Regions from separate parts of the Mus musculus genome. Here region 2 is linked to region 1. Evidence: chromatin contacts called from public promoter capture Hi-C data. All regions are on one chromosome and are shown on one strand. The core of a region is the stretch at or near the end of the contact, and the rest is flanking DNA. Distances in the headings are between cores, read along the strand shown. Region 1 overlaps Sfmbt1 (Scm-like with four mbt domains 1). Region 2 overlaps Stimate (STIM activating enhancer).

The links. Capture Hi-C pulls out chosen DNA fragments and counts their contacts.
Region 2: a promoter capture Hi-C map of liver shows a contact between it and region 1. The contact joins two enhancer-like sites. A contact is called at or near these places in 1 of 15 datasets of contacts at CTCF or cohesin (large pre-B cells), 1 of 115 datasets of contacts at active chromatin or transcription factors (fibro-adipogenic progenitors) and 3 of 9 other capture datasets (adipose tissue, liver and pancreatic islet).

The regions. Positions count from the first base shown.
Region 1 is chr14:30,730,614-30,736,610 of GRCm38.p6, forward strand. All of the region lies in intron 1 of Sfmbt1 (Scm-like with four mbt domains 1), which reads left to right. Among named protein-coding and RNA genes, the nearest start is that of Sfmbt1, 18 kb to the left of the region's middle. Within about 2 kb of position 4,243, at least 7 of the 459 cell types and tissues checked have an H3K27ac peak or open chromatin away from gene starts, as enhancers often do. A contact at or near this core is called in liver, where this site is marked.
Region 2 is chr14:30,866,307-30,872,315 of GRCm38.p6, forward strand. Stimate (STIM activating enhancer) reads left to right here. Exons shown (of 8, transcript NM_028839.4): 4 at 317-438; 5 at 4,445-4,557; 6 at 5,175-5,252. Among named protein-coding and RNA genes, the nearest start is that of Mustn1, 9.9 kb to the right of the region's middle. Within about 2 kb of position 4,110, at least 67 of the 459 cell types and tissues checked have an H3K27ac peak or open chromatin away from gene starts, as enhancers often do. A contact at or near this core is called in liver, where this site is marked.

The DNA of each region.
Region 1 (5,997 bases), core at 2,993-5,492:
CCAAGTTGACCTGAAGTGGGGGCAGGGGGGAGGCTGGCCTTGAGCTCCACATCCTGGTGTCTTTGTCTCCTAAGTGCTGGAATTATAAGTGTACACTACCACACTTAGCTTCAATGTGGTTTTGTGTTTCTTTGATGGCTAAGACACTTTGACATTTTCCCTGTATTGGTTATCTGTACTTCTTATTTTGAAAAGTGTGTCGTTCACTTGTCCATTTACTGATTGGGTTACTTGTTCCAATTTAAAAAAATTAAATTCTTTATATATATTCTAGATACTCAGTTCCACATGAAGGGCTAGAGAGGTGGCTAAGTCATTAAGAGCATAAACTGCTTTTCCCAGCTTGTATGTCAGTTTTCAATAAATACCTGTAACTCCAGTTTCAGAGTGATCCTACACCTCTGGCTTTCGTGGACACATGCGCTCATGTGCACATACTCATGTACAGACACATAATTAAAAATAAATCTTTAATTCCCTGTGGAATGAATAGTTAGCAAAGTTTTTCTCACATTTTGTAGGCTATACGTTTATTCTGGCATTTTTTTTTTCTGTGTAGAAGCTTTCAAATTAGATACAATCACATAAGTTAACTTTTGCTATTATGTCCAGGGCTAATGGAGTCATATATTCAGAACGTCTTTGCCTAGGTTTCCATTTTGAAGTATTTTCCAACCTTTTCCTCTAGCAGTTTTAGAGTTGCAGATGTTACATTAGGAGTTTTGATCCATTTGAGCTGATTTTTGTTTGGGTTGAGAGGGATGTAGTCTAGATCTCCTGTGTGTGGAAATGGATTTGCCTCAGCTCTGTTTGTTAACAAGCATGTTTTTGGCACCTCTCTTAAACTAGGTGGACATAGGTGTATGGTTTAGATTTTATTCTATTTCTCTGTGTGTCTGTTTTTGCATCAGTATCATGTTGTTAGAATGACTCTGTAGGATATTTTGAAGTGTTGTGCTTCTAGCATTGCTGGTTTTGTTTAGGATTGCTTTGGCCTTATTGAGACTTTTGGGCTTCCGTATGCATTTTAAGTTTGTTTAAAGTTCTGTGAAGAGTGCCGTTGGACTCTGGATGTTGAGTACATTGAATCTGTAGATGGTGTTTTTATGACCATTTTAGCAATTCTCCTGATCTGTGACCTGAGATTTTCTTTCATCTTTTAATGAATTCATTATTTTTCTTCTTTTAAAAAACTCTTTCATTGTATATGTTTCACTTCTCTGGGTAGGTTTATTTCTAGATTTAATTTTTTTAAAAGCTTTTGTGACTAGGATTGTTTAATTTTTTTCTCAGCAATTTTGTTATTAGTGTATACAAAAGCCACTGATACATCCTGCTACTTTACTAAATGTGTTTATAAGAGTGTTGTAGAAGACTTTAGGCCCTTCTAAGAATAAAATCATATCGTCTGCAAAAGCGATAATTCTTGTCTTCTTTTTTATCTTTCACCTGGCTTTTGGCCAAGATTTTAAGCACTGTACTGAATAATGAGAGTTGGCCCCTTCTTTGTTTTAGACTAGAAACAGTTTCAGTTTTGTCTGTTTGTGTTGACTACTGTAATTGGCTATAGTCTATATTATGGCTCTTCAGTCCTTAGTTTCTTTGGAGTTATCATAAAAGGGTGTGTTGAACTTTGTTAAACAGCTTTCTGCATCTGTTGTGATGACGATGCTAATTTTGCCCTTGTTCTGTTATACTACTCCATGTATTTTGAACAGGGAGCAGGCGCATGCACAAACACACACACACACACACACACACACACACACACACACACACAGGATTTATTAGAATGGCTTACAGGCTGTGGTCCAGTTAGTCCAATAATGGCTGTTTTCTCACTAGAAGGACAAGAATATGGTGGTAGTTCAGTCCAGGAGGCTGGATGTCTCAGCTGGTCTTCAGTATGTGTTGGAATCCAGAAGAAAAAGGTTTTAGTATCCTTAAAGACTGCTTTAGCTGGAAGATAGACAGATTAGCTAGTTAGAGTGAGGGAAAGCAGGCCAAAGCAAAAATTTTCTTGTAGTAAGTCCTTTTATGTAGGCTGCCACTAGAAGGTGTGGCCCAGGTTTGGGTCAATCTTCTCACCTCAAATGCTTGAGTTTTAGTTGATTCCAGATGTAGTCAAGTTGACAGCCAAGATTAGCCTGTTTGCTTTTGAGAATAATTTGAGGAGCAGTAATGTTATTTTATCCTTTATTACCACTTCAGTATTACTACTCATTATAGATCTGATTAGGTTTTTTTTTTTTTTTTTTTTTTTTTAATATATATCCTCATGGTTTCATTTTGTTAGGTCATGGGTATCTAGAAATTAGTCTGTTTCTTTATTTTCCAATTTATTGCAATTCCTTTTTCAGAGTATTATTTATTGATCCCCTGAATTTCACGTCATTAATTAACTTTATTAATTTGGGTCTGTGCATTCTTGGGTTCAGCATTTCTCTACCTCATTATTTTTTCAGAGAACCAACTCTGTTTTCCTGACATTTAGGAGGAGTATCATCCCTTCTGTCCTTTTGTCACCATTTCATTTGTGGAATTTATTATCTCTAATTTTGGGGCCTGGCTTATTTTTGTTTAAGATTCTGAGGTACATTGTTAGGTTTTACTTAAAGATGTTTTTTGAGACAAGGTTTCTCTGTGTAGTTCTGGAACCTGCTCTGTAGACCAGGTCTCAAACGCAACAGAGATCCAGGTGACTCTGCCTCCAGTGCTGGGACTAAAGGTGTGTGCCACCATGCCTGGCACAGGTAGTAGATTTTAATGAACATAGTACATGTAAACACTTCTACCAGAACACCCTACCAGATTATTAGAGTTGTTTTTGTTCTTCTTCAAAACAAAACAAATGAATAAACCAAAAACCAAAACTGTTCTAATCATTAATACCCGTGACACCACAGTTGCAAGTTTTATGTATTAACTCTTTTTCCCCATTCCACTTCAATAATCTTCTATAACTGCTGTAAAGGAAGAGTTTTCAGTAGTATCTGGATTTTCTTTTATATCACCAGTGGTTTGAAGGTAGCACTTAGAGGAATTCTCCATCAGCCAAGTCCCTGCTTGCTTTATAAGGCCAGAGCTTCATTTTTGGACTCCTTGAGGCTGTATCAATCACCTTTTCTCCTGGCACACACAGCAGTCTACATACTCCCCCCCACCCCCAGACAGGGTTTCTCTGTGTAGCCCTGGCTGTCCTGGAACTCACTTTGTAGAACAGACTGGCCTTGAACTCAGAAATCCGCCTGTCTCTGCCTCCTGAGTGCTGGGATTAAAGGCATGGGCCACCATGTACATACTCTTCTTATATTACAGTTCTAATTATTTGTCAACCCTCCCCTGGCTCTATGAGCTCAAGGTTAGAGACTTGGGTTGTTTTTTTTTTTTTTTTTTTTTTTTGGTTTTTTCAAGTCAGGGTTTCTCTGTGTAGCCCTGGCTGTCCTGGAACTCACTCTGTAGACCCGGCTGACCTTGAACTCAGAAATCCACCTGCTTCTGCCTCCCAAATGCTGGGATTAAAGTTTTGTTATTTCTCTTCAATACCATACACAGAATTTACCTCAAACAGATACTAGATAAATTACTAAAGATAAAAACTGAAGACACAGAAACGCTAGGCTGGGACAGCATTTGTAAAGTTATTTTTATTTAAAAATGTAAATTTCCTGTAAATGTGAAACAATTGTTTGCTCAGATCTCATTTTGTCATTCCCATACTCGGGAGCCTTCCGTGAGGATGAAAACCAATCTAAACTCCCATGTGGCCAGCACTGCCCTTGTGATTGCTTCCTTGCCCACTTCTGCCATTTTCGGTTGTCCCACACTCCTTCCGCATGGACCATTTGTGCCTCTCAAGTGCCTTGGACCTAGTGACCTTTGATGGCGAGCGAGGGTCAGCTCCATTGTCTTACTCAGTCCTGACTGTTATTACCTTCATGCTAGGTGCTCCTTTCCTGTCACGGTTTTATTTATGATGCTTATTCCTACATGACGTGCTCTTGTTTTTAGCTAGTTTTAGTTCATTGTAAGACTTTAAAACATACTTAATAAATACTAAAACTGATGCATATAAGAATACTTTACATACTGTTCCTTGTTGGAGAAATAGAAGTATGTTCTCTAATTCACTGTTGCTTGTATTTACTGTTGGGAAATCCATGTAGACAAGAGCTGTGTTTGTCTTTGTTGCTTTTCCTGGGGTGATAAAAGCAAACACCGGTTCTCCCCAGGTCAGACACCAAGGACAGTCTGAGTAACACTTCCACCAGAGTCCAGCTTGGTGAGCTCAGAGGGGTGAGGGGTTACGTACAGGACTGTAGGTAACGCCAAAGCAGCAGTATCGCTAGGTCTCATCCCATTATGGTGACTTCTTCATGGCTGCGTGTTTCAGGCACTGTATACTCTATGGCCTCCTGAGACTATCTGCAGCTTATACAAAGTCAACATACAGCTGGAATGGAGGTTTAGGCATAAGTGGCTGGAATCTCAGGTGAGGGTCTTTTGCAGTTAGCACAGCTGCTCTGGTGAAGATGGTAAAGGCTGTTGGGAAGACAGAATTCATCATGGCCTCCTAGTACTGAGAAGAATGTCTGGACATATATGCATGTTAAGTGGAGGTATGTGGACAACAAGCAATTTCGAGGCTTGTTTTGGTTTTAAAGGTGAGAAGCCAGTATCTTGCCATGTTTTGTTGCTTGCAGTTTTTTTTTTCTTCCTCTCTCCTTCCTTTCCTCTTTCTTTCAAGATAGTCTCACTCTGGGAGTGAACTCATTACAGCATGATACAGGGCTTATTTGATTAATGTTTTAGGTTAGCAAGGTTCCTTTCCCCAATGTCACTTCTAAAAATTACAGTAGTAAAAATTAAAAGCACTGGTTGCTCTTCCAGAGGACCCAGGCTCAATTCCCAGCACCCACATGGTGGCTTACAGCTGACTGTAACTCCAGTTCTAGGAGATCTGATACTCTATTCTGGTCTCTGCAGACACTGTGTATGCACATTGTGCACAGAGGTCTATGCAAGCAAAACACACATACACATAAAAAAATTAAAAATACTGCTGGGCGTGGTGGTGCATGCCTTTAATCCCAGCACTTGGGAGGCAGAGGCAGGCGGATTTCTGAGTTCAAGGCCTACCTGGTCTACAGAGTGAGTTCCAGGACAGCCAGGGCTATACAGAAAAACCCTGTCTTGAAAAAAACACAAATAAAAAAAAACCTTAAAAAGTCATAGTAATTTATAATGTCCATTTTCCCAAGAAAGCTGAGCCTCTTCAGATATTTGCAGTGTATTTTGCTCTCAGCAGAACCTTCAGGACTGAGCACCAGGCCGTTTGCTGTGTTTTGAGGGAGGAGGAGTTATGAAGAAGCACCTAGTTCTCAGGCTCAGCGTGGGAGTGGAGTGGAGGACGCTCACTTGCATTGCCCTGGGGTGACTGCTGAGAGCATGTCCCTTGCAGGATGGCAGCTTCAGAAACAAGTCTGTTGCTCCACTTGCCTTTCACCATTGTTAATAAATACCTGCTCTAGGCCTGCATCTGGGGAGAACCTGTGATCTCTTAGACAGGGAGACAGCTACTGGGGCACAAGAGGACCTTATAGGCATTAGGCTTTGTTGGTTATTGTTTTCCTTCCCCATCTTCCGTAAATAGGGAAAGGCATGCACGCATTTGTGTATGTATGTTGATCTTTAGTGTTTTACTGGATGGGATTGATTGGGGCAAATTTAGGAAAATTGGACTCCAGTAATTTTAGAATTTGTAGTTAGCTTACAAAGAAAATGTTACAGGAAACCATTTACTATTAAAGATAAGCATCTCATATTCGCATGAAATGTGACTGGTCTTTATTGTTTCTGCTATGCTGTGTACTCCAGGTTAGTTGACTGGTAAGCCTGAAGGTGATTCTTCTGGGTCTGCTTCCTGTTTTACCATAGGAGTGCTAGAATTACAAAGGAAAGTTAGTTTCCTCTAGTGGGATCACACTGGGTATATTA
Region 2 (6,009 bases), core at 2,860-5,359, 140 kb after region 1:
GGTTCCCTTAGCTACTTCCAGGTGTGCTGTCTTCTGCTGAATCTTGGCCTTGGCACATACACTTGAAGTTTATAAAGCTTCTTTGTCCTTCTCTTTCCTGTTCTTCAAGTTTTTGATATTAGCACCTTTTCAGACTCCTGGAAATGGAAGCCACCATTCTGTAGTCTCTTGCATGTTGGAGTACTACTCTCCCTCAGTAAAGCCAAACATAGGCTGGGTCTGTTAGCCTTCATCTGGGACCCTGGTAAGTGCCACAGTGAGGCCACAGCTTAGTGGCTTTATTCCCTGACCATGCTGGTATGGCCTCTCTTTCTAGGTACCTCATCAACTTTCTTCTGGACGCCACTGTAGGCATGCTGCTCATTTATGTGGGCGTACGCGCCGTCGGTGTCTTGGTGGAGTGGCAGCAGTGGGAATCCCTGCGTTTTGGAGAATATGGTAATGTCCAGGGACACTGGGTAGGGCCTGCTGGGGACTCTGAAGTCAGGAGGATTTGGGCTGTTCACTGTCTTCTTGTGTGGACACAGAGAAGTTCACTTTAGGGCTTGAGACTCACTTTCCTAGGAGCTGGGAGCAAGTATTTCACTGCCAAGATCTCCATTGTGGGGGAAAAGAATTGCAGAAGCCAGGAGACAGCCCTTCCCCCAGAGGCACTTGGTCCCACATGCAGGACTGCAGGGCCACCTCGTCCTGCTGAGCTTCCCAAAGAGTTCATGTCCCCTGCCCACCACATCAGATAGATGGGAGCAGCTGTTGTTTGGGAAGGCTGTCCACAGTGAGGTGAAAGCCTGTCCCTCTTTCCACTACCATCCTGCGATTGTCCTGTCACCCGATTACTCTGCTAGAACGTTTGCCTAGTGAGGAGATCCTGGTGAGGAGCTACTCGTAAGGAGCAGTGTTAGGAGCTCACCACAAGAGGGCGCCAGGACAAGTGTGTACAATCTGGATCCACACTCCTTCCATGCCATGGCTCTGGGCCCAGAGACCTACTGTCTTCTAGGTGGTTGAAGACCTCTGAGAGAATGACAGTTTAAAAGGGCACATGATTGCTGGAGCTGGCTGGGGAGTGCCTTGGGTATTTCTAGAAATCTTAAGTAATTGTTTGTCTTCAGTGAGGGAGTATGAGTTCAGGGGAGGGCTTTTCTTAGCCTGTTACTTGATGCCAGTGAGTCAGTGACTTAAGATAGGGCCCAACATAGCATGTGCCTCAGGACTCAAGGGAAGGAGGCTTCTAAGATGTCCAAACCCATAGAGTTCTCAGCTTGCGGGACAGAAATGGCCACAGCACATGTGGACCAGTCTGACATCATTCTCATTTATAAAACAGGCAACTAGGAGTTAAGTGACGTACCTGGTCAGGACATGTTTGTGAGCTCTGTGTCCTCTGCATCAGGGGTCCTAAAAACTTCCAGGACCTCCACCAGCACTGCTTACCTGCACCTCAGCTATAGAGATCCCTGTGTGGAAGGCAGAGCTGTCAGATACACAGTAGCTGACACTGTATCGGTTGACTGAGAACAGGGGTCCGGTCTGGTCCCCTACACCACCAGTTCTCAAGCAAGTTTTATCTGCCTCCTCCCCAAGGATGGAAAGAAGGGAAAAAGGCAGTAGCTTTGTGTGAGCCCTGTCCTCTTGGCCCAACCCCTTAAACTAGTCACTGGTGTTGGGAACCAGAGTCCTCAAGTGTCTCCAGAGAAAACATCCCTTTGTCAAGGGCCACCCCAAGTCCTCATTCCCTGGACTGTCTCCCTGCTGCCTGCGGCATCGTAGTTGTTGGTTGTTGTTCTGCACTGCTGTAAGAAATCAACACAAGCTTAGTGACTTAAGACAACCCAAATGGATTTATCTGTGGTCCCTTCAAAAGTCCAACGCAGTTCTATTGGGTAAACACGAAGGCAGCATTAGGGCTGCGTCATTCTAGAAGTGATGCAGATGTTGTTCGGTTGCCTTGTCCAGCCTCTAGTTCTGTCTGGGTCCCTGGCTTATGATTCTCTCCCTCTGCCTTCAAAGCCAGCAGCCAAGTTCTCAAGGTATAACATTCTGACCTTCCACCTTGAAGTGGCCCTGTGCTTACCCTGAGTGCGTCTGGACACTCCAGATGCTCCATTTAAAGTCTGAATAGAAACCCTAATTCCATTAACAGCCAGAATTCCCCTTGCCTGGGTCACAGTACATAGCATGGGTTCCAGAGATTGGGATGTGGACATCTTTGCAGGACCATTATTCTGCCTTCTACACTAGGAACTCCATGTAGGCCTCACAGCTCTCAGGGAAATAAAGAAGAAGGGGTTGCTCTCAAGATAGCATGTTGGGTTCCTAGGAGAAGTCATGGGACTTGAAACATAAGCACTGTTGTTTGGTTTGAGGGGTGAACGGTTTTTGAGTCACAGGTGAGATCTGTAGTCTGATGACCAAGTTTCTCTTGCCCTGAAGACAGGATAGTGTTCAGTGGCACAGTATATCATAGGCTTTCCTGCCGGCTCATCCACGTGCTCCCTTCCAGAGGCTTCTCAGCACACACGTGTTCCTTCCTTTTGGCCCCTATTCCCATAACAGCCTGCGAGAATAATTTACCGGAACAAACCATGTCCCTGAGGTTGCCCACTACATACAGTAGAAAACAGGGCACACTGGCATGCTTACTGACCGTATTTGTCCTCTAGACAGAACTTCAGGGAGCATTTGAAAGACTGTCAAGGGAACAGAAATAATCAAACAAACTGTCACATGTCCACTCAGTCCGCCTCCAGTGACCTGTGGCCTGGTACACCGAAAGCGAGGGTATATCAGCTAGACACGGGCACTTTTATCTCTCGTGGGTGGTTTTCAACATTTTTATTTTAGTATAAAACAACAACAGGCCGTGGAAGCTGCACTGTACAAACTGAGAAAGAAGAGGAAACTGATGTCTGTCTTCTCCGTTACTCACAGCCTCCGTTCTAGGCAATGGAGTGAGTGCACACTGAGCAAGTGAATGTCCTCACAACAGTGAACAAATGGTGTCCTTTGTCTGCTCTTTCCCAGATACCCCAGTCCTTCTCAGACACTTCCCAGTGGTACTTCCTAGATGGGGATCACTGTTCTTGCCTGGGAGTTGAGCAAGCAGTTTCCTCTCCTGTTCTCAGTAAGATCAGGTGGTTTACCAAAAGCATTGGGAAACTCCTGCTAGGCCTTGCCAGGAAGAGTGACTTCCAGGTGCTCCGCTGAGGCTTACATGCCCTGCCCTGGAGGTGGAGCAAAGGGTCAGGCCTTAGGTTAGGCACTCAGTGTGCTGCTGCATGCTTGCCGCCCTTCTCCTGCCATTGTCCAGAAGAGGAAGGGGCGTGTTCTGCTGGTGGTCCATTACAGCTGTGGAAAGGCATTCACCTGCCTCCACTGTGTTCGGCCTGCGGCCCCAGACAGGGATGCCGCCTACAGCATGGGTGCCTGGAGATGTCTCTCCGGACCAGGTCCTCTTCTCACGGCCTTCCTGAAATGTCACTTTGTTGCTGTTCTGGTCCGTGGAGTGCAGGTCACCCTGGCTGAGCTTTCAGGACAAGGCCCTGCCACCCTCTCCCACTCTGTGGAGGCCTGGCCTAAGATTCTGCGTGTCATTCGATCATTCTCTAGAGAGGCTGGTCCCACCCTTCAATGAGTCTGTTTCTGACGTACCCTAGAGGCACTGCAGGGTCCAGGTGGTCCCCATTTTGGACTGTTGGAGCCCTCCTGAGCACTTCTTAACCATACCCACTGACAGCCTGTGCTGTAGCCGCTGGCCTCAGGCCGTATCTGCCACATCCTGTCTTAAAGGCTTCGATCTCTTTCTCCTAGCCAAGGTGTTACATGGCCCCCCAAAATGAATTAGGTTGCTCCCAAATTTGTGTTTGGTTAATTCTATGAAAAAGCCCTGGGAACCATTAACTTGTGGTTCTTTTGCGTGAGTTTGTGGACTCTGAGGCTCTCTGGATCAGTCTGATGTACCCAGGGCTAAGAACCGCAGGGAGATTGGGGGATGGGGCGGCCGGAAGGAGGAAATGGACAAAGAAGTTGATTACTGCAGTTATAGGCACAGCGTCGGAGAAAAGGGGGTTAGCAGCAGTCGCTGGAAAAATCAACTGCAGATAAAATAGCACTCTTGCTTAACCCAGCTGCTGCTGCCAGTGGACAGAGCCAGCAGTGAGCGCTAAGTTTAGTTCCCCTTAACTCTATCCTAGAATTTTTTTTTTCCTAAGAAAAACATTCTGGTATGTCCAAATTAGGAATTCTGGCTTTATTCAGAGGGCTGCCTCTTTTAGAAATGAGGTGATTTGTAGAGCTTTAGAGACTCATAAAGTACCTTAGAGCCAGGGTTCTGGGATCCAGCTAGGGGCATGAGGGCTCGTAATGAGCTGCAAAGGGCTTGGGTGGTGGTGTTGTACTACTCAGATCCTGGTGTGTGTGGCTAAGCACCTGCCTGTCCCTGCAGGAGACCCTCTGCAGTGCGGGGCCTGGGTAGGACAGTGCGCCCTCTACATCGTGATCATGATCTTTGAAAAGTCCGTGGTCTTCATCGTCCTCCTCATACTCCAGTGGAAAAAGGTTTGCCTCCATCCCTGCTCCTGCGCTCTGTGCTAAGCCGAGTTAAACGACAGCCCCGTCATCCCCAGCCCTGGCATCCGCCCGGCCTGCTGGTTTCTGTTTTAGCTCCATGCGTGAGTCCTGGGTCTGGTCCGACGTAGCAGCTGATTATAAGAGCGTTAGTTTGTCATTCTTGTCCTTGGTGTTCGTGCACTTGGTGTAAACACACATCTTCTCTAGATGAAACCTGGGGATGTGTAAGCCTAATGGAGATCCAGCCCCCTCTGCTGTGTTGCTTGGTCTGCTCAGTCTGCAGACTTGGTAACTGTGAATGTGTCTCACTGGTAAATGTCCTTCACACTCGTGTCTGCTAGTTCAGCTGAAGCCACAAGCAGTTTCTGAGGTCTTTACTCTCCTACATGCTAATACCTGGGTAAGCCCATGGCCCTCGGGTCCACAGGGGAAGCTGCCCCAGAGCCAGTGGCCCAGAGCAGCTCTGACCCGTCCTTACCAACAGTCAGATCTAGGGTCTGTGCAGCCATGGGTGTGAGGGGCTGTTCCAGTGGCTCTTGGGAAGTGTCTGAGTCTCCTGTGTGCTGCCCCTGTGGTCTCCTCACTGTGTCTGTTTCTCTCTGCAGGTGGCCCTATTGAATCCAATTGAAAACCCCGACCTGAAGCTGGCCATCGTCATGCTGATAGTCCCCTTCTTTGTCAATGTCAGTGCCTTGTTGAGTGTCTTATCCTAGCTTGTACCCTGCCACTAAGGTTTCCTGTTCAACACTCTGAGTGTGACACAAAAGTCACCTTTACAGCCTCAGACAATCCTTTCTATCTGTGTAGCTAGTCCGTCCCCTAACCAGTATTGAACTTGGTAGGAGTCCTTCCTCAGAAATCAGGTATCCATTCTAGGGCCCCTATTTCAGGCAGAGGATCCTAGGAACTATGACTTGCCTTCCCTGATAGGCCACTTTGCTGAGAGATCCCAGCCTGTGGGTGAAGTGTGTGACTTCTAGAACAGGGTCAAAGCGTTCTCCAGGTATTTGCTATTGAGTATAGACCTCAGAGAAGCTCTTGAGCATAGTGGCCTCATGTGGAGAACCAGTGATGTAGAGCGCTAAAGGAATCGGGGGCTCCCTGAAGCAGCAGTGTCGCCACCTGTGAAGGACCCATGAGGCTCAAAACGGGCAGAGACTGGGGTTCTTGGCCCGAAACAGGCTGCCTGGTTTGTTTGTTTGTTGGGTGTTTTGGGTTTTTTTTTTTTTGGTTTTTGGGGTTTTTTTGTTTGTTTTTTGGTTTTGGGTTTGGTTTGGTTTGGTTTGGATTTTGGAGTCAGGGTCTCTCTACACAGCCCTGGCTGTCCTTGAACTCACTAGAGTAGACTATGCTGCCCTCAAACACAAATGAGTCTGTCTCTGCCTCCACAGTGCTGTGATGCAGGGTGTGCGTGCGGCACCATGCCTGCCTCTGGGCTGC